Regions from separate parts of the Mus musculus genome. Here regions 1, 2, 3, 5 and 6 are each linked to region 4. A link is a contact called in public Hi-C, capture Hi-C and promoter capture Hi-C data. All regions are on one chromosome and are shown on one strand. Each heading gives the region's core, a stretch centred on a gene start, on an enhancer-like site or on the middle of the called end of the contact. The rest is flanking DNA. Distances are from core to core; before and after follow the strand shown.

Region 1 (3,715 bases), core at 466-2,965, 1.1 Mb after region 4:
CCTTTCCCGAAAGCCTGTCATTCCAGAAGATTTCATATGTTTTACATTTCACTAAAAGGAGCTAATTTTCTGTATGAATAAATAAATAAATAAAATGTTCATTCATAAAATGCTCCTAGCATGCCCTTCAGCCTTCTGTACTGTGTATTTCTGTAGCGTCTGTGTGCTATGATTCTACCAAACTAATGTCTTTTGCATGCTTGTTTGGTTCATAATTAAGTAGCTGGGTCTTTTCTCCCAACACGCAGAATGCAGACAATATTCATTTTACTGTATTGACTCCTGACTTTAAAATGAAAATAACAAACCAACATTTTCCTGAACTAAACTTCCATGAGTGTGATTATCCCAGGACTCCTCTATCCACTGAAATGCCATAAACACCAATCACCTCAGTCAGCCTGGGATACCACTGGGAGTCTACCAAGAACAGAGGAGAAAACAAAATTTTGGGAAACAAAATATGAGTACCTTTTAATCTCGTGGATTCATAAATATCCAACCAATCCCGCTCTGATATCAGAAGGATTTTTAGTCAGCAACCAACCTCCAAAGAGTTGAAGTGATTGTCTTTGCAGATTTAGTACGATGACTAAGTGGTAGGCTAAAGAGGTATTGATAGAAATGTGTACTTAATTGCCTAATAATTTACCGCCCTTAGAAGAGATATTGTGTGAACTCTTGGGTTAGCCAAATAGAACTTAAGGAATGTAAATAATGCATTGTATTTTCTGCTCCCACTATAACACCATTTCCGGTTTTCAAAATGGTTGTCTGACAGGTTCGTGCTCTCCTAGCCAGGTTGTGGTACATTTTGCAGCTTGTCAAATGTCCTCTCTGCTGACTCTCCGCCTTTTTCATCACACAGCATCACTCTCTGCTCAGCGCAGGCAGACTCTACCTCCAGTCGAACACTAAAGCTATTTGCGAGACACTCCTTTGCTCTCTTGTATTTCACATCTTCCGGCTGGTTTTCTCCTCTTGAATACACGGTTCCATCTTTCTACCTCTGGCCTCGGAAATCTGAGCAGTCTGGGTTATCTGAATACTTAAGTAGCTTTGTGACAGATGTCAGAGTGTGTCATTCTGTACTAACACGCTCCGTGCCATTTTTCAGTGCTTGCTTTCTTTTTAAATTCCTTCTGTTGTAAATTAATGGGAACAGATTGGTCTCTGAGAATGAGTTAATGTTACAGGATTTTTTTTTCTGATTAAAAGTGAAGTTTCTAATTAGTACTTCCATCAAATGGCATATACAAAAACCAAAAGAGTTCCATCATAGTATATGGAGTATCTTGAAGTTAATCGTTTATTGTCTGTGCAAGGAATAGATCAGAAACAGAAAAGAAGAAATCTGAATATTCTCATACAAATGGGAGAATGCTCTCTTTCTCACCCCTAAAAGTAAAAGAAAAGAACATTAAGTAGTTCAGCCTTGCAATTACGTGATCTAAGGTGACACCATATCTTGGGTATTATTAGAAGATTGCAAAGCCCTGGCATTTAGTGCTAGTTCAGGAGGAACACTTATTTTGGCAAACTGTTATAACCGGTCAGATTATGAAACTTTTGGAAACACAGGTGAAAGTTCAAACTTCATTCCTTAAGTGTAGTCATTGTGTAATAAAACACCCAAAATGATTCATTCAGTCACCTTAATATGTACTCGTCAAGGAGGAGGCGAGGCGAAGGCGGCGGTCTCCCTTTCTCTAGCATAACATGTTAAGTGCAGCATTCTAGTCTAAAAGGTGGAATTGTTCCTTTGAGTAAAATAATTAATGAGTCCAACAAAAGGAAAGCTGTTACGAGAGAGACCTCTAGTGGGAAACCATGCAAGTGTCTTGGCCGCCCGTTTTATTGTTTATGCTTCGTCTGAGAAACAGAACTTGCACATGGTATTTAAGGTAGTGTCCAAAAGGCAGCCAGCCAAATGCCTCCTTAATGATTAGCACATGCGATGTGTTCAAGCCATTGATGCTTTTCTGAGTAAGGCTGGAAAAGTCCTTTAGAGATGCCCAACTTACTTCTTAGACATCCAATTGTGAAAAACAAATACTAGGTGTCTAAGACATCTTACAAAGGGGTGGCCAAACACTGGAAGAATTGTTCAGAAACCAGAGGGATTCTCTCTCTCTCTCTCTCTCTCTCTCTCTCTCTCTCTCTCTCTGTGTGTGTGTGTGTGTGTGTGTGTGTGTGTGTGTGTGTGTGTGTGTGTGTTAGGTTTGAATTGTAGGTAATCATTTTACATAGAACAACATCAAAGTATTTCACTGATGCTGAGGAGGGATTAGGGGGTTTTTCAGATTTTCATAATAATAAATTCAATAATAGAATACACTAGCCATCCAGCCAGAGTCACTTTTAGGAAAAAATAAAATCTCAAAACGTCCTGGGTGCTAGACTACAAAGGTATCTGAGTACAGGTTAAAAAAAGGCTTGTCTCTGGATTGCAGAGTAGTCCATTTGACTAATGCATTTCCGAGATTGGTTCCCTTTGTTTGTCATGTGGCTGCTTTTAGTTCATCTTCCCATACATATACTTTAATTGTAGACATCTTTTAAGATTCCTTTAAACAACATTGATGATAAATAGTAAATTATGATATGTCGTCAGGCTAGAAATACAGCACTAAACTGCAGAGAATTCTGCAGTGTTTACCGAGGAGTATTCTAACTCCTAACTTAAATGAGTATTAGCTTAGCAGGACAACGAAATCCAAAACCATGTGGGTTAAGAAAGCTTTGCAGACTAGGAGAACAGGAGAAAGGAGCCAGGGAGCCAGAGTTTCAGTGTTAAGGCAGCGCTGGATTTGGTCGCTGCTCTGAGAGAAAATGGCTGTAGTTGCTTACCATACCAACTCTGGCTTCTTTACCATGATGATGGAGGATGCAATCAGCACAGTATACCTTGGGGAAGCTTTACAAATGTTCTGGTCTGTTGTACACTCCAGTGTTTGCTAGAAAGAGGAGTCAATTCTGTTTCTCCAGAGACTGATACACTAGCTATCCAGTTGCAATACTGGGATGCTCGAGACTTGAGGTCCTCAACCCACATACAGGAAAAAAGATGGGGGAGGGCTCAGCAAATGCCTGACTCTCATCCTTATCACCTATACCTATGACATTTGTACCTTCCCAAGCAAATGACAGTGAGAAAACTAAGAAGAAAACTCACAAGAGAATCTGAACACATATATAACTTTCCATCAGCACAGCACAGCACAGCAACAGTGTGAATATATATCAATAAGAATGTACATTATCTCTATATTTTCTTTGTACTTTGAAGATTTCATCTTTGTGCTTTACTCTTATGGCTGGTAACAAGTCAGTTTAAAATTTGTCATTCCACACCGCTCCATGGATTTCTTAGTCTCATTGCTGTTTTAACAACCAAGAATCAGCAAAGGAGCAAAAGATTGAGAATACACTCACAAACATGCAAAATCTAACAAAAGTCCCGTGGCTTTGACTCAGTTGTTGGAGTCTCATTGCTTGAGCAGAAAGATCTAGGTTCAGATCCCACATAAAAATGAGCGGAGATTAGTGGTGCACATCTGTAATGCAGCCCTAGTGAAAGGAGACTGGAGGATCCCAGAAGTTCTCTGGCCACCCATCCCGGTGAAATCGGTAACCATAGGTGCAGTGAAGTATAGGGAGAGATTGAAAAAGAAATCCAAAATTGATGTCTGATCTGCACACATACACACGTGTA
Region 2 (3,794 bases), core at 20-2,519, 1.6 Mb after region 4:
CGAATGAATGCAGGATGGTGAAGTGCTGAGAAAACAGTGAGTGTAAGGCCTATACCACCCCTTCGAATTAAAAAGGATTTAAATAAAACCAGGAAGGAAAAGTATAATCAGGGGGAGGGGGAAGCTTGAGTAACGGGACTCGGTGAGGGGGCGAGAGAAGAAGCCTCCAGGACGTGGGATTCAACCCTGCGCCATTCTGCATTACTGACATGATGACCCACACACTGCAGTGGAAGAAGATACACTCCCTATTCAACTATGACATTTAGAGTTTTGCCTTCCAAATATGTTCTCCGATCAGTTCCCAGGTTGTTTAGTTGGTTGTTTTGTAACTTGTATTACTCCCCAAATAGCCTTTCCTTTTCCAAAGAAACCTTCAAATCCATTTCCTACAAGGGATTTGATTTGTGCAGCAGGCTCTAAAGCCGGCTGTCCAGAGCAATGCCCATTCTTTGGTACTATAGTTTGGGGTCTGGGCAAACTGAAAGCATCATTCCATATCTATACTCACCAAGTTCCTATTTCGCGCAGGCAAAGTTTTAGGTTACCAGATGGCAAACTCTTTATGCCAACTCCTCCCTACTGAAGCTCTTGAGAGAATGGTCAGCGGGCTTATCCATGTACCATGATGTAGTTATATGCTTGTTTATGCTGCTCCTACGATGGCATTACAGACCTGTCTGCACGGCATTAGTTCCTGCAGTCTTTGAACAAAATCCTGATTTAAGGGAAAATCCAAAGTTAGTTGTAGTTTGGAGGCAGAAGAGCAGACCTATCCTTGGGGTATGATGGCAACAAACTCCTATAACAACTTACATAACCAACTCTGGGGAAACAAAAACAAAACGAAAGGGCTGCTGCAGTCCATTATCTATCAACAAGGTACGCCTTAGCCTCACGATTCAGCTACAATGCTTGCTGTGAGTTGGGGACCAAGTAAAAGTTAGGAATTAACATCTCATTCTCTCAGGATAGCTCTGAGGAGCAGGTGCCACAACTCTAATCCAACCAGTAGATGCATGTAGACTTCCCTAATGCTTGCCCCCTAGCACCTCCAGACCTTCTTCCAGTACACACACCTCCCTGACCAATCTGTCTGCCTTTAAGCATCCCTGTTCGGACTGCAAGCCAAGTGGCCCGGGAGGTCTGCTTTGCCCGGCTTCACCAAGCCAGGAGATGACTCATCGAGCCGGTTCCCCGGGCTCCTTGGGGCTTTGGCAAACAACTGGAGAGGTGCCCTCCCTCCCCGCAGGCCCGGCGGGGCGGGGCGGGGTTCGGCCAGCCAAGGCTGGGAGCGGGAACCGGCAGCGGGAAGCGGCCGCCGCCCGGGCAGCCCGAGGCTAGGCAGGGCGAAGCCAGGCGGGGCGGGGCTGAGCGCCACGGGAAGGGGAGGCAGGGCTGCCTAGGGACCGAACGACCGAGCCACTCTTGCAACGCCAGCCACGATGGGGCTGGAGACCGAGAAGGCCGATGTGCAGCTCTTCATGGCCGATGACGCCTACAGCCACCACAGTGGCGTTGACTACGCAGATCCTGAGAAGTATGTTGACTCGAGTCACGACCGGGATCCTCACCAGCTCAACTCTCATCTCAAGGTGAGTTTCAGGCTGGGCTATCACTCATCTAGGCTGGAGGCTGCTAAGGGTCCCTTGTATGCTGCAGGAGGATGACTCTTGACCTTCTCCCCAACAGTGGGGGTTGGTCCCATTGCTAATGCTGGTTCCATTGGCACTCTGCCCTGGTCCCACAGCCTTCAGGCTCCCTGAACAGCCACACAGTGTCCAACTCCTGTGTGCCCAGTGTCACTCTAAGAAAAGCTGAAGATACTCTAGCCAGGTCGCCTTTCCTTCGGACTTCCCCTTCTTAGAGTGCTTCTGCCACCACACCCCCCACCCCCACCAACTTCGTTCCCTCCCCACCCCGACCCTATCCCCGACAGGTTGGATGACGTCATGAGTCCTTGCATCTTGTCTCTGCAGCTAGGCTTCGAGGATCTGATTGCAGAGCCTGAGACTACACACTCCTTTGACAAAGTGTGGATCTGCAGCCATGCTCTCTTTGAAATCAGCAAATATGTGATGTACAAGTTCCTGACCGTATTTCTGGCCATCCCCTTGGCCTTCATTGCGGGTATCCTGTTTGCTACCCTCAGCTGTCTGCACATCTGGTGAGAGGGGACACATGGGTTGATTCTGAAGCTTACAGAAGTTTTTGCCACCTGCTCTCTGCTCTTCCTATTTCCCAGGGCCCATTTGCAGAGAAAACGCTTACATTAGTTCCCAAGGGTAACAAGACCTGAGAAATCTTGAAGGGCAGTGTGCTTTCTTTAGAATAATAGTCCCGGCTGAGAGTTTAAACAGAAGGAAGCAAGGGCCTCTTTCCTGGGTGTGATTTTTCCTTCCATGCAGAAGGCTGAGCTGAGTGTGGAGGTGGGGGCTGGAAGGCCACTTCCTGTCATAGGCTGCTCTCTCCAGGGCCTGTTGTGACTCGTGCCTGTGGTTCTGGGCAGGTCCTTTCCTCCTTTCATTGACTTTTATTCAGTCACCATCTGTGCTTGGGCAAAACAAACGTTGATCTCAGAGAAAACAGCGCTTACATTCTGACCCTTGGAGAAGGGCAGACTTTAGTAAAACAGTGCTATGAACTGAGCCACTCAAGTCTTGCTATTGGTAAATGGCAGCCATGAACCCAGGGGAGACAGGAGTGTTTACAATGATTGGGTTGAACATCTACCACGAACAAATAAAATGTTAAGCTATGAAACAAGGGGATAGGCCATTACATTATTGTTTCACTTATGAAGCACACACACACACACAAATGCCATCTAGTTACAAGAAAAAGAAATATGGAAACCAATCGAATGTTGGGATGTCTGTAAAGTTATTCACGTTCAAGATGCATCATAAGCTTTTTTAAGCACTCAAACTTGTCTTAAGGGAACTAGCCCACTCCTCCAAGAAATGTTTTTTGTGTTAAAGGTTACCCACTTCATTCAAAGAATCATCCCCAATGTCACAATAGTTTTCACGCTGGTACCTCAAGGTGGTCCTGGTGACACGTGTGACCCTAGATACCACCGTTTAGTTTTTCACATCATGGGGCATTGCCACATCCCAGGGCAGTCTCAGTGTTCAAAGAGTTATCCAACTTACTCCTTCTTTCAGTCTCGAGGTACACTTTGCTGTGTTAGCTCACTAGTTCTGCACACCAAGCCTATTAGGTGCTCAGTGTTGCTGGGTGAGAACACAAGCCTTTCTTCAGCTTGCCCATCACCAGGGAGGGGGATTTAGAAACAAACCCAAATGGTGAGAAAGCATGGTGAGCAAGCAATGGAGGAGCTGGGAAACAAGGGTAACTTTGTGAGGGAAAGGAATCTGAAGACCAAAAGAAGTCTTTTGGAAGATAAATATAAATTCAGATGACGAAAGGATAAACAAAGAATACCAATTCAGTCGCTTGAGGCTCTAAGCAGTCATCTTGAAAGGGCCAAAAGATTGCCAGAGAAGTGGAACTCTTTGCTTTCGTGTGTATGCAGGCCCACACAAGCATGTGTATGGTTATCTCATATGGGACATTCGCACATAGGTGATTTTTTTTACATGCCTAAATCAACATATAAAACTGTACATTCCAGCCGGGCTGTGGTGGCACATGCCTTTAATCCCAGCACTTGAGAGGTAGAGGCAAGCGGATTTCTGAGTTTGAGGCCAGCCTGGTCTACAAAGTGAGCTCCAGGACAGCCAGAGCTATACAGAGAAACCCTGTCTCATAAACCAAAAAACAAAACAAAC
Region 3 (3,603 bases), core at 760-3,259, 1.7 Mb after region 4:
TTATTTTTTAGCTAGCTTTATAAACTATTAATATCTTCTGGTTTATGGTTAACATATCAAAAACATAATTTTAAAGCCATTTTTTAAAACTGAACTGAAATTTGTCCTTGAGTAGAAAGCAGGGAAAAATTCTATTCTAAAAAAACTTATAATAGAATGCTTGCATGTATAATCCACTTTTCAGTTTGTTTGTACTGCCTTTTCTGAGCCTTTATACAACTTTAATTGTTTTTGTTGTTGCTGTTGTTCTGTTTTTCTATTTTTAATCATAGCACTCAAACTTGGAAAACCTGTTAAGGCAACTACATGGGATGTTTAAAAAAAAAAATCCAGTTAACATATTGCTATGGAAACCAGGAAATAGAAACAGCACGCTAATCATTCATTTAGACAACTACGGTGTGTGTGTGTGTGTGTGTGTGTGTGTGTGTGTGTGTGTGTGTGTGTGTAAAATCCATCTATTCACCTTCTATTGAAAGATGTTATAAACTTTCAAGCTAATCAAGATGGCTTTTTAAAGGCCAGGGGCCTTGTAACCAGTAACACCAGAGTTTCAGAATGAGCCACAACCTTCATGAATAGCGTGATATTTGGAAGGACCCGCTTGAATCAAGTTTGCTTGGCTGGAACCCCTGGACATAGTATAGACCCTTGAAGGAGATTTGAGAACTGGGTTCTAACCCTGGCTTTCTTAATACCAGCTGTGTGAGCTTCCTAGGAATTCGTACGGGCTGTTTTATTCATCTGCAAAATGATTCCGTGCAGGCCTCCAAAACTGTAATAGGAACTTTCCTTTTCCATCAAACTGAGGAGTGGTGAGGTAAACTGCTCTTGGGACTGAAATAGCTCTGTCTAGTGTCTGGTAATGTACTGAACACATACATAGCGCAGTTATAAGAAATGTATGAGACCTTCCTTGTCTTTGCTCTGTGTGTAAGACGTGTCCCCTGCACCTGTATAGTGGCTGTGGCTTGAATGACTCTCAAAGTTACTTCTATACATACCTCTATGTCCATTATCGAATCAGCTCTTCTGACAATTGGAAAGAACTCCTATTCTAAAAGGCAATGGATTCCTTAGATCCTTTCACCTTATTGTATCCTTGTAGGGAAATGCAAAATTTTAGAAACGATTCTAATAAACGAATCTTCCTAAGTAAATCCTTTTCAATTTCTTTTAATATTCGAGATTTGAACTTATGTGTTGGATTTGTTAGTTGCTATTTGTCTATGTAACCGCCTTGTGTCCATTTGTCTATTTAATTACCCTGTGTCCAGCTATGAGGAAAAAAAAGTGAAAATTAACCAGAAGCCTCCCCTGGGTTAAACTCCTGGGGTTCTTCCAGAAATCTGAGAAATTATACTAGGGGGATAATGATTGCAAAATGAAATCATTGGGACAATCCGTCCATGCACTCCCAACATTGTCTGTGACAATGAGCGCCTTGTTTCCGTGGCGCCTAGATCTCTGTCCACGCGGGTGAGTGCGGGGCCGCCACCTCGGGCGTGAGAGAGGCTGCAGCTCCGGGGTGCGCCAGGGGGTGCGTGCGCTTTGCGCGGGTGACTTTGGAGCACCAGGAGGGGGAGACTCGGGGCCACTGATCTCCCTCTGCGCTGGCTTCAGACTCCAGAACTGGAGGAGGAAGAGAAAGCGCATAGCTGGGGAGAGGGAAACTTCTCCACCTAGAAAGTTTCACCTTGCCGAGGGCGGGGGGTGGGGCGGGGCTTGAGGAAGTGCGACCCCCCGGGCTAAGCGTACTGGCTGCGGGAAGGGCGGGGACGCCAACCCCCCCCCCCCCAACCCTCCAAGGGTGGTGCCAGTCCCCATCTCGGGCCCCAGGAGGGACCGTTGGGGACAAACCTAGAGCGACAGGGACGAACAGACACGTGCTGGGGCGGGTACCCGGGTCTCTTCGCCTCCAGCCCGGACGCGCCCGGGCGCCGCTGTTGCCCGGCTGAGTCACGGGCCGGGCAGGGCGCGTGTGGGAAGGGGCGGAGCAGTCCGAGGGCGCTCGGCGGGGTTCGGCCCGGGCCGCAGGTGACCCGGACGGCCTCGCCGCCCGCAGCGTCCGAGCCCGGGTGACCCTGTGCGGAGCCAGATGCTGGGCGACCGCTGACTCGCTGGAGAAGGGCGGAGCGCGCGGGTGGTCCCCAGCCGGCTGACTTCGGCGCCGCGCGCTCCGGGCACCCCAAGGTACAAACTCCAGCCGCGTCGATCAGGCACCCAGCCTCTCCCAGCCCCTCTGCTTTCTTTGTTCCACTAAGGGAACTGGCTACTGCTCTGGAGGACAAGACCACCGAGGTGGGTGCGAGCCCGGGGGCTTAGGAAACTGAAGGTATGGGGTCGGGGAGGTGCAAACTAGAATTGAGCTTGTCGCTTTAGAAGGAGTGTTGTTGACGGCCACCTGTGTGACTCAGGGGCGCCAAGAGCATTAGGTGCTCCAGGGCTGCTGTAGCTCTGCAAGTTTCACCTCTGGGATCTGACTCAGCCCTTACAGAAGGGATCGGTCACCCTGTCCAGGGTGATACAGCCGGCAAGGTTTGAGCCCAGCTATTTCCTTGTTCCTAGTCTTGCTTTATCTGCCTTGAGGGAGCGCGCGAGGAGGGGGTGGGGGTGTCTTTCTCAAGGGCAGGTGTTTCTGGGATGGTCTGAATTTTTTATTCCTGGCAAACACACGGAGGGTGTGATCCATCATTTTCTATCCCACTTTATCTTTTTTTTTTCCTGGGACTCAGTGGAGGTGAAATACATTATAACCAGAGGTCAGGTAGTCTGGCTAGTAGCGGTGTAATTATTAAAAGACCAAAGAAAGTACAATGCAGAATTTATTCCAAACTGTGGTTTCCCATTTCCTACCTTTTTATGTTTAGAAGAGCCATTTGCTAATTTGGCAGTTGGCAGGGGTTCTAGGGGCTCACGCATGAATGCTCGTCCAGTGGCTTTTCCCTTATCACAGGCTTCTGTTCAAAGCAGCTCTGGGGCAGAATGAAAAATTGTCAACTTTCTTAAGCAAAATAATCAGGAGGCTCTAATGGCCAAGTTAAAACGGTCCATGACTATGAGGAGATTGTAAACGCTGTAACTGGATAGAATATAGACAGAATTTTAGGAAGACTGTCAGCATTTTGTAGCATTGGGTGGAGGTTTATTCTGTCGCTTCCAGCAGCCAGCCACACACACACACATTGCCATGCAAATGGATTCAGCAGAACGTTATTTTCCTTTATAGCTCAACTATTATAGCTGACTAATGAATTTCCTCTGCATGGAGATGATCTGAAAACGATGTACACGGTGTTTCCCTTTGCTACTGGGACATAAATTGTGCTTTTATGCCCCAGTGTTAGTGTTGCCCGGATTATTTACAGGTATATAGCTTTCCTCTCCAGCTGGAAGCTTCCTCGGCTTTGTTCACAAGTGTAAATTTCCACTGTGGAGCAGGAGTGGGTTCTGTTACACATTGCAGACTTGTCACTGTCATTTCAGGTTGTGATATACTCACTGTTTATCTCCTCTGAGCAGATAAATAACACACATGAGACGTACAACTTCAATAAGAAATTTGATGGTACCAAAAATGTGTTCCTACATAGTGCAATAGGT
Region 4 (3,689 bases), core at 913-3,412:
AACTCCACCCATTTGGGAAACTGGCTGGCTGTCCAACATTCATACCATAGTGAAAGAGGATGTTTTATGCTCATCTTATCAGAAAAGTTAGGTATCTTATGTCATGTGTAAAAGTGAAATATGGTGTGCAATTCGATGAAAAAACATTTATTGGGGGAGATGGCTCTGTGGGAGAATGGCTTGTGTGCAAGCCTGAGAAGGTGTGTTGGGAGAGATAGAAGTGTAGCCTTATAATTCTGGTGTTCCTACAGGGAGATGGGTGTTAGAGACATGTAAATAGCTGTAAATTCAGAAGTCTGCATGCTATCCTGGTGTGTGTAGCTAGGGACAATAAGGGCACCCTGTTCAAACAAGGTGAAAGGTAAGGACTGGAGGCCATCCTCTGACCTCCACAAGGGTACCATGTGCTTGTGACAGAATGAACAAACTGAACAAGGAGATAAACAGTAAGGGGACAAAGAAGAACTTTGCAGAACTTTCTCACTGACTCTTGTAAGCAAAGGCTGTGCTTTGTAGAGCACAAGTTTCCTGTGTGTTCTTTAATGCTGACAAGCCTTCCCCACAACTGACCTGGTCCCAAGAGGTAGGTGTTGGTATTCTGTCTGGACTCCACCCCCACAGTTACCTGGCATTAGCCAGGTAGGCCTGACCCACTATAAAAGGGGCTGATTGTCTCCTCCTCCCTCTCTTGTGCTCTTGCCTCTCTTGCTCATTGCTCCCTTGCTCCCCCACCCCCATTCCTTTCCCCTCTCTCTCCATGTGGTCTCTACTTCTCTACTCTCTCCTTCTCTCTGCCTTTCTCTGCCTCTACTATTCTCTTAACTCCCCTCCCCCTGCCCTGAATAAACTCTATTCTATACTATACAGTCCTGTGACTGGTCCCTCAGGAAGAAGGGATGGCTTGACATGGGCCCCACCAAGACACCCCCTTCCCCACACCCCACCAGCTAGAACATATCTTTATAGCTCTTTCTCTTTTTATGATCACAACAGTAGGTTCTATGTAGTCCAGACTCTTGACACGTTCTTAAGAGACTTAAGGCACTTTTTACAATGTCATCTATGAATCTACAAATTTTATTTAAAAACGGGGCCATATCTATTAGCTATAGGTCACCGAGAAAAATGCCATTTTCTATGGAATCCAAATACCTGCCTTCAGAACCTTTGAAGATTGATTTCTCGGAGTAGTTGAAATCAAGTTCTTGTTTCTTTAGAGGTAAGAAATAGACCTTTTCCGTCAGTTGAAAAGAACTTGAATGGTCACTTTTTGAAGATAAACATTCCTGATGTATTATTAGTAATGATGGGGGTGAGTGAGAAGGAGAAACCATTAAGTTTCTTCAGTTTTGATATGCACCTCCACTGAACTCTGCATTTCACTCAAACAAAGAACAAAAATTAACCAGATGTATAAAAGTTCTTAACAGCCCGTTACACTTGCTCTTGGCCCTTTAGAGTCTGCCACAGTCAGAACATTTCATTTAAAAAGCCACCGACAATGAACCTTTTACGTCTGAGCACAGTTTAGCTTCCCGCAGACGTCACACGGTCAGAGAGGCACTCAGCCTGGGGTAGGACAGATGTGCTCAAGAATGTTCACCTTGCACTCCTGGGTGGCTCTGTGCAACTGGTTTAACCAGATCAGGAATCCTGTCTGACAGAAGTAAAGTAATAAAAAAGAAAAAGATGAAGAGATTAGACAAGTACTTGGGACCTGTGAACAAGGTTTTAAATACACATTTATGTCTTCATAGTACCAGGAAAGTCAGTGTGTGTGTTTGAACACACATGTACATTCATCACACACACACACACACACACACACACACACACACACACACACACACACCCTTCCCTGTTTTCAAAGGTCGCTTCCCTGGGGCATTCCTCAAGATTATTTAATAGTCTATCGAAGGGCAGGATTGAAAGTGGTTTGAGGGGGACTTTCCCAGAAAGGTTGAAGATGTTTGAGCTGCCAAGGTTAGCTCCCTCCCTGTTTTCCCTAACCTTGGTGGGCCTGGGCTAGGGAGCCTGCATCTGGCCTGTCCAGCTCTGGCCTCCTGACCCAGACAGCTCCCTCGCAAGGGAGCTCAGGGCCAAACCTAGGTCGCGCCGCCCCCAACCTCGGGGCTGTCTGCCAAGAGTTCGAGGCCACCCCAATCCGGATATGATGAAAGGGAGCCACAGAGAGAGAAGTGTTTGAAGAGTGTAGGAGTGGCAGCGCGAGGGTGAAAGAGACGCACAAGTGGATCCTAAAGTCCTTCCCGGAGGAGAGGGGCTGCCCGGAGGGAAGGGACGGAGTGCGCGGAGTCAGCGCGGGCGGCTGCCACTGTCGCTGCCACTCCCGGGGCCGGAGGGACGTGGTCAGGCTGCCAGGGCGTGATGGGGCCGCGGCCAGAGCCTCGCTGACTACCGGTGGCGGGAGGAAGGGACCCGGAACAGCCCACGGGGGGGATGCCAAGGTAGGTGGAGGTCCCTTAGGTCGCTCTGCCGCCGAGTCCCCGCGCGTCCCCTCCCAGCGCGCGCGTCCCGTTCGCAGCGTCCCCCCAGGCTGCTTTCAAATCCTAACTTCCCTGGGGTGGAGTTGGAGGAGGGACGCGGAGGGGGAGGGAATGGCCCAGGCATTGCGGCGTGCTGTGCTCTAAAAACAGTTGATCCTGCTGTCCCTTTTGCTTTTCCCGCCAGAGGCAGGCCGTTTCCTGCACCCAGCACCTAAGCAGCTGGGGTCCGTGCACCCCGCGGGGACGGCTCTGGCTCGGAGCGTGGCCCATGTCCTGCGCGGGTGAAGCCCTCGCTCCCGGGCCCGCGGAGCAGCAGTGCCCGGTCGAGGCGGGCGGCGGCCGGCTGGGCTCCCCGGCCCACGGTGAGTAACAAGTACTTGCGAGTTGCGAGTTTCTGGGACGTGCTTGCACACTTAGGGATGGGTGGTGGTGGTGGTGGGAGTGGGGAACTGCGAGGATGGGCTTCAACTTCGGAATTGTGAACTTTTGCACACTTATGTTACTTAAACAAGTCTGCCAGAGGATCACTGCCCCAGATCAACAACCGGATAGGAGGGCGGGATCCCTGGCCCCTCTATTCCCTTTTCTTGCTAGAAACTGGTTGACTAGATGGCTTCTACCTTCTGCCTAAGCACTTCTTGGCCTGGGACTCAGGAGGGGTGTGAAGTCTCCAACCCTTGTCTAGTACTCTTAAGTTCTTATGTTCTTTTCTCATGCAGGGCAGTCTCTGCTCTCTGAGCTAGCGTGGGCTCTCCTCATCTTTCTGGTTCTTGTGGGGTACTCTGACCCCCAGGTTAAGCATCCAGGTTTCTGAGACCAGTTTCTTTTGGAATGGCTCGTGCATATGTTTTCAATAACGTTTGTTTTGGAATAAACACGTTCCAAGAATGAATTAACTCTTTTGAGTTCTTCCAAAGGGAAAACAAAATCGTTTGCTTCTGGGAAGCTTCCATAACCACATTTTAAAATTCTTTGAAGGTAATAGACTTCAGGTGCTCTTTGGTGGCAGAACCAGACTCTCACCATTTCTCTTCCCTTTTCCAGTAAGGACAATTCCAATGAGGACAGTTCTGACTGGCAGACACCAGATAACTTTCCAGCTCTCCAAAACTCTTGATTTTAAGCATGTCTAAAATCTTGTCTCCCAGTACCCAAATATATACTGCCTTAAGTTTCTTTCTTCTC
Region 5 (3,608 bases), core at 247-2,746, 1.2 Mb after region 4:
ATTTTCTTTTTGCCATCTTAACTATAATTTAATATAAAGTATGTCACTGTTCATGCTTTAGGGCGTAATTTGGTAACCAGCTGGGGTCAGGGAAAATTTTTCCCCACAGTACCGTATTGCCAATTACTATAGGTATAGAGAGAGCAGGAGAGTGAGTCAGGGGGTTACATGGCCCTCTAAAGCATCTGGTATTGGATGCTTTTGGAGTGAGAATTCAGGGTAAGATGAAACAGGCAATTGTCCTTGTGTGTCAATTTTGATATTCCTAAGAGCTGCCAGGATGACACTCCTGCCACGAGGGAGGGATTTCCTACGAACAGATGTCACTTAGAGTATTATGTGGACTATCTATCTCAACAAATAATTGCCTGGCACTTCTGCCCTATGGCAAGGGTCTGAAAACGTGTTATGGTGAGCACACACTATACAAGCAGATGGGCACAGAAAACACAGAATGGAAGGAAGCACAAGGAGCCTGCAGCATGTGTGGGAAAGCCAGGTGGGAGTACTGAAGCAGCTGTCTCTGCTCAGCCTCCATCAGTGAAGAAAGCCGGAGTCAGGATGCCCCAGTTATCAGCTATTTAGAAGTTCTGTGTTACAATGTATTTAAATAAGAGTGCAATTTATTGAAACAAAGAAGCCTTGTCTTCTCCACACATGCAGCAATCCCTTGTCATGAACATGACTGCAGTTTCCTTAATGACTAAAACTGACCTGAGACTCTCGACACCAGTGCCTCCTCTTTCCACAAACCATAAGCACCATCGCCACCCCAGTAAAAACAGAGAGAAATGAAAGGGAAAAACTCTAGGTTAGGATAAGAGGATGAGCACAAAGACTGACAATGAATGACAAAGGACAATTGAGAGGGGACTTGCCTGAGATAGACAGCAAGAGAGGAGAAAAATGTCCTTTTAAAATATCAATAAGAGAATCAAAGAAGGCAAGATCCTTTTTCTGATAAAAGGGGAAAAGTTAATAACGGTGAAGAAAGAGAAGGCAACCTGCCCCCACTGCAAGGGAAGACAAGAAGATAAAGGTAGAATCAGAAAGTAACAATTTTTTAATATGTTTAACATCTATTTTACTGTCTCTATTTATTCATGTCCTGGATTAGGTTATTTTTTTTCTTTTTGTGTTTAAACTGTTTGCTGCTCCATCACACGCCTGCCTGACTCTTTACCACATGGTAGCCCTTTATGCTACTAGGAAGTATTTGGTTGGAGAAACAGGGTGTTTTTGATCACAACAATCACCAAAAGAGGGTTATTTTTTAAAAATAGTTCTGATTGCAGGAGAAGGGGGAGAGACAATAATGAATGTATTTTAGCTCACTTTCGAAAAGAGTTAAGCCAACTATCAGAATTAGAAAATGCTCAAGGATATTATTGATGTATGTCTTTGAGCATAAGAAGATACATGTAATAACTGCTTTGAAAGTTCTCTAGACAAAATAACTGCAGCATTCCGTAATGTCTGAGAACTGTGATTCCACTGAGCACTGCTCAGGCTCTGGAGCCCAGCCAAAGATGATTCTTAAGGAAAACTTTAGGCTTGGCTGCTTGTTCTCTGTTGGTGTGGACTTTTAATCTTAAGGGACACTGGGAAGCTATTTCTTTCATTTTTATCATATTAACCCTACCCCATTCTCCTCTGTTTAAGAAATTTTTCGCAATCCATGCTTAATTTTTAATATGGAAAAAAAAACAGCATACAGTGTACTTGTGAAGACTATCTCAAATTTTCCTATGTGGACCACAGCTATTATCCAGCTGAGAGAAGTATAATGTGGAAGAAATTGCCTAAGGAGCAGTCTTGTAATTTACTCACTCTTCCCAGTACTCATATCAAGAAATGTAAGAGATTAAGGATTCAGGACCCTGTTCCAATCAACTTAAGGACATGGAAATGAACGGACATTGGAGAACTCCTAATGCAGTGTTTGTTCACTTGGGAGAAGGGCGCCACAGTCATGTCACATTTACTTGGTGATTTGTCTCTGGGCACATGTGGTAGTGACAGATTGAATAGGCACGAAACTGGAAACAAGGGCATTAATGTGAAGCACTATGGTAATACCTGTGCTTCACAATGATGATGACCTAGATGGGGCAGGTGGCAGCACCCCTAGAGAAAGCTAGACAGAAGTGAAAACAATTTGCAGAAGCTATGGAATATTCTATTACACTGGGAAAGAGAAGAAGAAAGAAGGATGTCAGTTTCAAGGTTTGCCCAAAGAACATGGCTAAGAATGTGTTTCTGAAGGGCAGCCCGGAGGGAAACAGTAGGTATAACTTGAGGGAAGCAAATTACTGAATACAGACCACATTGCTACTTTGGATTCCATGGAATTTGCACCTAGAAAAACTATTTGTAAGCTCAGAGCATTTTTGTTTAAGCCATGAGAATGCACCAGCTTACCTGGAATAGTGTGAAAGGTCAAAACAGAGAATCTCATTATTAGAATAGTCAGGAGAACCATTTGTTAATTAAATATTTTATGCCCTCCCTTTGGCTTCAATTCACCAGGGCCACCCCTATAAATAGGACAGACAAGATCCCTTTTCATGCAACATCCATTTTGAGTGAGTATGCCAAGATAAATTTATTTCTTTTAGCTAGGAAACCACAGACAACAGCAGGATCCTCAGTGAAATACATTAGATATTTTCCAATACTTTGAAAAACTAGATGGGAAATAAATTGACATGAGAATGAATTCCTGGGAAACATGAGTTCAATAGGTGTGGGAAGTAGAAGAAAGTCTACAAAGCTCAGTAGAGCAGAACAGAGAATGAGCAAGTCTTCCCCTCACCCACCACGGTGGGGGAGGACACTGAAAACCAAGGGCAATGCAAAGACAGAAAATGGGAGATGTGCTTTCTTGCTAACAACTGAATCTGCAAAAGCTGCTGCTGACACAGAGGACAGAAGAGTCGGAGTGGACACCTCAAAAAACTTGCAGAATATCAGTATCTCAGATCTAAACTCCAGAAAATTCAAAGGGAAGCTAAAGAAGAAGTGGGGATTTTTAAAATCTGTTCATTAAAAACAATAACCCACCAAGCAACCAGCCATCTTGCATGTGGTAGAGAGTTAATAGTAAGGAAGTATTGGGAAAGAAAATAATACCATTCTCCTTTTCCTCAACTATCTTTGCTTGACAGTTGACTCTCTGGGTCAAGGGTCTTTTATAGGGATTATTATAAACCTGTTTAATTATTATAAACTAGAAATAACTAAGATTCAGGTAGTCCTTGGTTTTTCATCAATAAAGAATTAGTGGAGTCAACAACAGATATCAATCAAAATGTAACAAATATCCACATACACTGACACAATAAAATAAAATAAAATAAAATAAAATAAAATAAAATAAAATAAACAGAAGTAATGAACATTAATAAAATGATCAGAAATTAGGAGAGCTGTTTTACAACTAAAAGTGGACACCTCCACCCTATGCCTCCTGTGTGTTATCTTATTCTAACAGAACTTAATTCGTTAAACCCCATGATGCATTTCTAGAGCCACTTGAATAGATGAATATTCATCATAACAAACTAATAGCTAAAAAAAAAAAAATAAAGCAGCTAGTCAAGGAAAAG
Region 6 (3,923 bases), core at 997-3,496, 1.9 Mb after region 4:
TTCATGGGAGTTTGTGAGAGGAGTTGGGGGAAGGGAATGAATAAAGTAAAAATATATTATCTAATATGCTCAAGGAATAAATAAAAGTTATTTTTTAAAAAAAGAGAAAGGAGATAGAAATTCTCATGTTGATAGAACTGTGCAGGGAAACTTTTGCTTATCTCTTGATTATGATGCACCAGAGGCAAGGATACTGGCATGTTTCTTAGTGCAGTCTTGTAACAAGCACTTCTTATTTATACTTGCTGAAGTTTCTTCCAAATACATGTCACTTAAATTCTGCGAATCCCTTTAGCTGTATCAAGAAGGTAGTGTTTAGAGATTACTATAGGGACTATTCGACATTATACATAATTTACTGCTTTTTAAATTGCTATGGGAACCATATGCAAATATCACCAAACCCACGGCTAGAAACATACTCTGACTCAGATTATTGCAAAACATTACAAGATTTTCAATGAGGCTTCTAAAGGGTAGTGCTGCCAGTAAGTTAGCTATGCAACATTCACCAAGAACCCACTGTGTAAGACATAAAATGCTAAGTAAATAGGAGCAACCTTGGTGGGGAAACCCTGAGTCCCAGATACTGTTGAAGAAGGTGCTGTGAACTGGATTGCTGGCATGCCAGAGAAGGCACCTCCATTAAGTTTTATTCTGTGGAGAAAGGGAGAAAGTTCTGACAGTGGAAAGAATGTGGGATGTTGAACAAAATGCCTAGGATTCAGTCGTATTCGAGCTATGTAGCATTGGATAAATTCCTGAGCTTTGGTTTGGACGAACAGTAATACTTACACTTACAATGGCAGGGAGCAATAAATAAAGCAAGGATTTAGGAACTATAAAAGAGGGAACTGATATTGACTTGTAGCTCCTGAGGGGTTTGGTCAGACACTGTTCTTTGTTAACTTGCATGCTGTCTCCACGGGTTTGTCTTCAACTGGACACTTTCAGTTCCCGCACATGTCAGCTTCCTCTTCCTGCTCTCTGCAAACGAACACTTTAGTAAGTCACTTAATGATAGTGTTCTTGGACCCAGATAGCTATTTGAGCTCTTTAGGGTCCTCTTACCTGTCATTTACACACAGCTGTCAGATTGACACCGCTGAGCATGTTCGGTTCATGTCGTGACACTGTCCAAATGCCCTCAAGAGCTTCTCACTTTCTAATTATTGAAGTCTTAACTACTAACTAAACTCTTAGTCCTTGGTAAAAACAAAGTGTGGTTTTCAGACGAGTAGCACTCCTCCTTCCTGGGAGCTTGTAAGAAATATAGATTCTCTGGTTTGCTCAGGCCTGCTGAACTAGCAACTCAATTTTATCAACATTTCCAGCTGCTTCCTGTGTCAGCTTTGACTTCAACCTTCCACCCCCCCCCCTTTTCTTTAACTTGAAGCTTCAGTAGTAGAGTTGCCAGATTTAGCAAATAAAAGTAGGAGACATCCAGTAAAATTTGAAAATAATAAATAATGGTTTTAGAATGCTTTAAATCCTTCATGGGACATTTACCTTAAAAATTGGTTGTATGAAATTGAAATTTCTACTGGATGACCTGTAAGTAGTTTGGACAGCCAGTTCATGAGGGTACAGATCCAAGGCTAACTTAACTTTTTTTTCTTTTTTTTTTACTTTCCAGGAGTACAATGCCTTCCCTAACTCAATGTCTAATTAATAGAGGTGAGCTTAAGAGCATTTTCTTTGGGATTTTTGTTTGTTTGGGTTTTTAAATCTACATTTCTTATTCCTAAGAACTAGCAAAATAGTCTTCCTATCATAAAAGACCAATAAATGTTTTTCGGATGAATAAATGAATATATCAAAAGTAATCTTTCAATTATGGACTGGATTGTGTGTGCCTATTTCAATTAAAACAGTATTTTTCCTAATACTTAAAAATGTTTTAAATTGGTACAGCTTTTCACATTTTAGCTGGCAGCGTTCAGGACTTGGTGGGAACAAAGTCATGGGCTCAGAATGTACTCATCGCCAACCGGGTCCATATGGTCATCGTTGACTAGAGAAGGCACCAGACAGAGCAGGATGACAGAAGATAACCATAGCAATCCCACTTTGGAGGCGCTGCGCACGCGCACAGCGGCGCTCAGGCCGGCGCTCAGGGGGAGGGAGGCGGAGCTCCGGGGGCGCGTGCGCGGCGGCCTAGGCTGAGGAGGCGGAGCTCCCAGGCGTGTGCGCAGTGGCTCGGCTCCCGGGAGGCGGAGCTCCGGGGCGCGTGCGCGGCGGCCTGGGCGGCGGGGCCCCTCCCTTGGCGGGGGCGCGCGGCGCGGAAGACCGCTCGGAAAGGGGGAAGTCAGGTGGCCGCTGCTGCCACCAGCGCCACGGTCTGTCGCCAGAAGGAAGATGGCGGATCTGGAGGAGCAGTTGTCCGATGAGGAGAAGGTAGGTGCCGCGGCGGTGAGGAGCCGGGCGGGCGGGAGGGCGGGAGAGGTGAGTGCCGAGGCGCGAGGGCCGGAGTCTGACCCCGGGCGGGCTCCGGTGGTGGGCCGCACGCCTGCGCTTCCCGAGCGGGGTGCTGCCCGGGCTCCCCGAGGCCGGGCCCCTCCGCTCCTTGTAGGGTGTGTGCTCCGAAAATAGGAAGCGGAGCCCGGCGGCCGCGGGCGGGAGCGGGGGCGGCGGGACCCGGCCCTGGGGGTCCGGGCTCGGGAGCGGCCGACGGCGGAGCGGCGCCGCCTGGCCTGGGGCTTTCGCCGTGAGGCGGGCGGGCGGGGAAGACGGCATAGCCGACCCTCACTTTTTCCTGCAGTTTCTCCTCCCCAACGCGAAGTGCTTCCTGGTTCCCCAGGGTGTTTCCTTCCCTCCGGAGGTCGCCGTCTCCACATCCCGCCCCTTCCCCCCCACCCCCCGCCATCTATTTCTTTTATTAATATTGTCATTACCTTTTTTTTTTTTTTAATTGCTGCTCCCATGTTCCCCGGAAGGCAGTATTGTTCACAAAGACACCCCTCCCTCCCATAGTTATTTTCTGCCCAACTTGGCTGCTTCCCCCTCTTGGGGCAGATTTGGTGACATCCCATCTTCCTGATAGGACCAACTCTGAAGAGGGCGAGCGGGTGCAACTCCTTTTACTGTGTGTTAAATGCTGTGACAGCATTAGGACCAAATGCACGACTCAAGTTCTCACATTTGTGATACGAAATCTGATCATTGAACTAAGGCTCTTGCCCATTTTCTTTGGCGACTGAGGAGACCGCGTACCAAGGGGCAAGTAGTGTGAGGGGGAACGCCATACGTTTTGAGTATTTTCTGGAAAAGACCGGGACGTTTTTTTCAAACTTAGACTTAACTGACATATGAGTGTGCTGCCCTTTGGAAATGTCTGATCTTAGCTTGTTTTTAAGTTCCAAATGAAGTACACCCATGTGGGAAACAGAACTCAGTTCTAGTAGGGTGTTAGAGAAACACTAAGGATATTTTCAGTTGGGACCCTCTCCTTTTATACTGCACCAGAATTAGTGTTCTCTTTCTCTTTGGTTGTTCAGAACTCAGCCTCTTTTATGGTTTTGGAAGTGTTCTGGCTTTCTCGTTTGTGCCCTTGGATGAAATGGTGATAACTTAACAAAATGGGGACAAGCATACCTTACTTTAATTCACAGAATTAGACCCTAAGTCGCTAAAAGTTGCTGTACAGTGTTTACATTTGTAGCATTGAATAGTTTAAAGCTATTTATTGAAAATATACCAGCGCATTACAAGAAAAATAGCGTTTCAGATTCAAAGTTCTTGAAGCGATTTTTTTCATGTTTTGTGTACTTTCATATAATTATTAGGAGGAGCTCAATTGGCTTGGAAGATAGTGAGAAGAGAATTGTTAGGGTGGGAATTAATGTAGATTTGCCATGTTGTTGGAAAGGCCCGGAAATTTCAAAATAAAATGAGAAGATTCCTTGACACCCAGTGTGCTGAGT

What was found. Promoter capture Hi-C pulls out the DNA fragments that hold promoters and counts their contacts. A called contact is a pair of places that touch in the nucleus more often than the background predicts. Capture Hi-C pulls out chosen DNA fragments and counts their contacts.
Region 1: a contact with region 4 is called in a promoter capture Hi-C map of maxillary cranial neural crest, with 7 times the contacts expected there. The contact joins the enhancer-like site here to the promoter of Mdfic in region 4. A contact is called at or near these places in 7 of 39 promoter capture datasets (cranial neural crest, frontonasal cranial neural crest, hippocampal neurons and 3 more), 2 of 115 datasets of contacts at active chromatin or transcription factors (embryonic limb bud and stem cell-derived neural progenitor cells) and 2 of 9 other capture datasets (embryonic stem cells and pancreatic islet).
Region 2: a promoter capture Hi-C map of pre-B cells shows a contact between it and region 4, with 3 times the contacts expected there. The contact joins the promoter of Cav2 here to the promoter of Mdfic in region 4. A contact is called at or near these places in 2 of 39 promoter capture datasets (liver and pre-B cells).
Region 3: a capture Hi-C map of embryonic stem cells shows a contact between it and region 4, with 5 times the contacts expected there. The contact joins the promoter of Met here to the promoter of Mdfic in region 4. A contact is called at or near these places in 1 of 39 promoter capture datasets (liver) and 1 of 9 other capture datasets (embryonic stem cells).
Region 5: a Hi-C map of Sertoli cells shows a contact between it and region 4, with 2.7 times the contacts expected there. The contact joins the enhancer-like site here to the promoter of Mdfic in region 4. A contact is called at or near these places in 5 of 39 promoter capture datasets (hippocampal neurons, liver, pre-B cells and 1 more), 1 of 484 Hi-C or Micro-C datasets (Sertoli cells), 2 of 115 datasets of contacts at active chromatin or transcription factors (bone marrow-derived dendritic cells and stem cell-derived neural progenitor cells) and 2 of 9 other capture datasets (embryonic stem cells and liver).
Region 6: a contact with region 4 is called in a promoter capture Hi-C map of pre-B cells. The contact joins the promoter of Capza2 here to the promoter of Mdfic in region 4. A contact is called at or near these places in 4 of 39 promoter capture datasets (the C10 cell line, liver and pre-B cells), 1 of 484 Hi-C or Micro-C datasets (embryonic stem cells), 3 of 115 datasets of contacts at active chromatin or transcription factors (astrocytes, pro-B cells and thymic regulatory T cells) and 1 of 9 other capture datasets (adipose tissue).

Annotation. Positions count from the first base shown.
Region 1 is chr6:16,796,081-16,799,795 of GRCm38.p6, forward strand. No RefSeq gene overlaps it. Among named protein-coding and RNA genes, the nearest start is that of Gm36669, 20 kb to the left of the region's middle. Within about 2 kb of position 1,716, at least 11 of the 459 cell types and tissues checked have an H3K27ac peak or open chromatin away from gene starts, as enhancers often do. A contact at or near this core is called in embryonic limb bud, where this site is marked.
Region 2 is chr6:17,279,916-17,283,709 of GRCm38.p6, forward strand. It overlaps Cav2 (caveolin 2), which reads left to right and starts at 1,270. Exons shown (of 3, transcript NM_016900.4): 1 at 1,270-1,595; 2 at 1,980-2,167. The coding sequence starts at 1,446.
Region 3 is chr6:17,461,948-17,465,550 of GRCm38.p6, forward strand. It overlaps Met (met proto-oncogene), which reads left to right and starts at 2,010. Exons shown (of 22, transcript NM_008591.2): 1 at 2,010-2,301.
Region 4 is chr6:15,718,499-15,722,187 of GRCm38.p6, forward strand. Mdfic (MyoD family inhibitor domain containing) reads left to right here and starts at 2,163. Exons shown (of 5, transcript NM_175088.5): 1 at 2,163-2,465; 2 at 2,689-2,866. The coding sequence starts at 2,773.
Region 5 is chr6:16,956,790-16,960,397 of GRCm38.p6, forward strand. No RefSeq gene overlaps it. Among named protein-coding and RNA genes, the nearest start is that of Tfec, 60 kb to the left of the region's middle. Within about 2 kb of position 1,497, at least 26 of the 459 cell types and tissues checked have an H3K27ac peak or open chromatin away from gene starts, as enhancers often do. A contact at or near this core is called in Sertoli cells, where this site is marked.
Region 6 is chr6:17,634,764-17,638,686 of GRCm38.p6, forward strand. Capza2 (capping protein (actin filament) muscle Z-line, alpha 2) reads left to right here and starts at 2,247. Exons shown (of 10, transcript NM_007604.3): 1 at 2,247-2,397. The coding sequence starts at 2,359.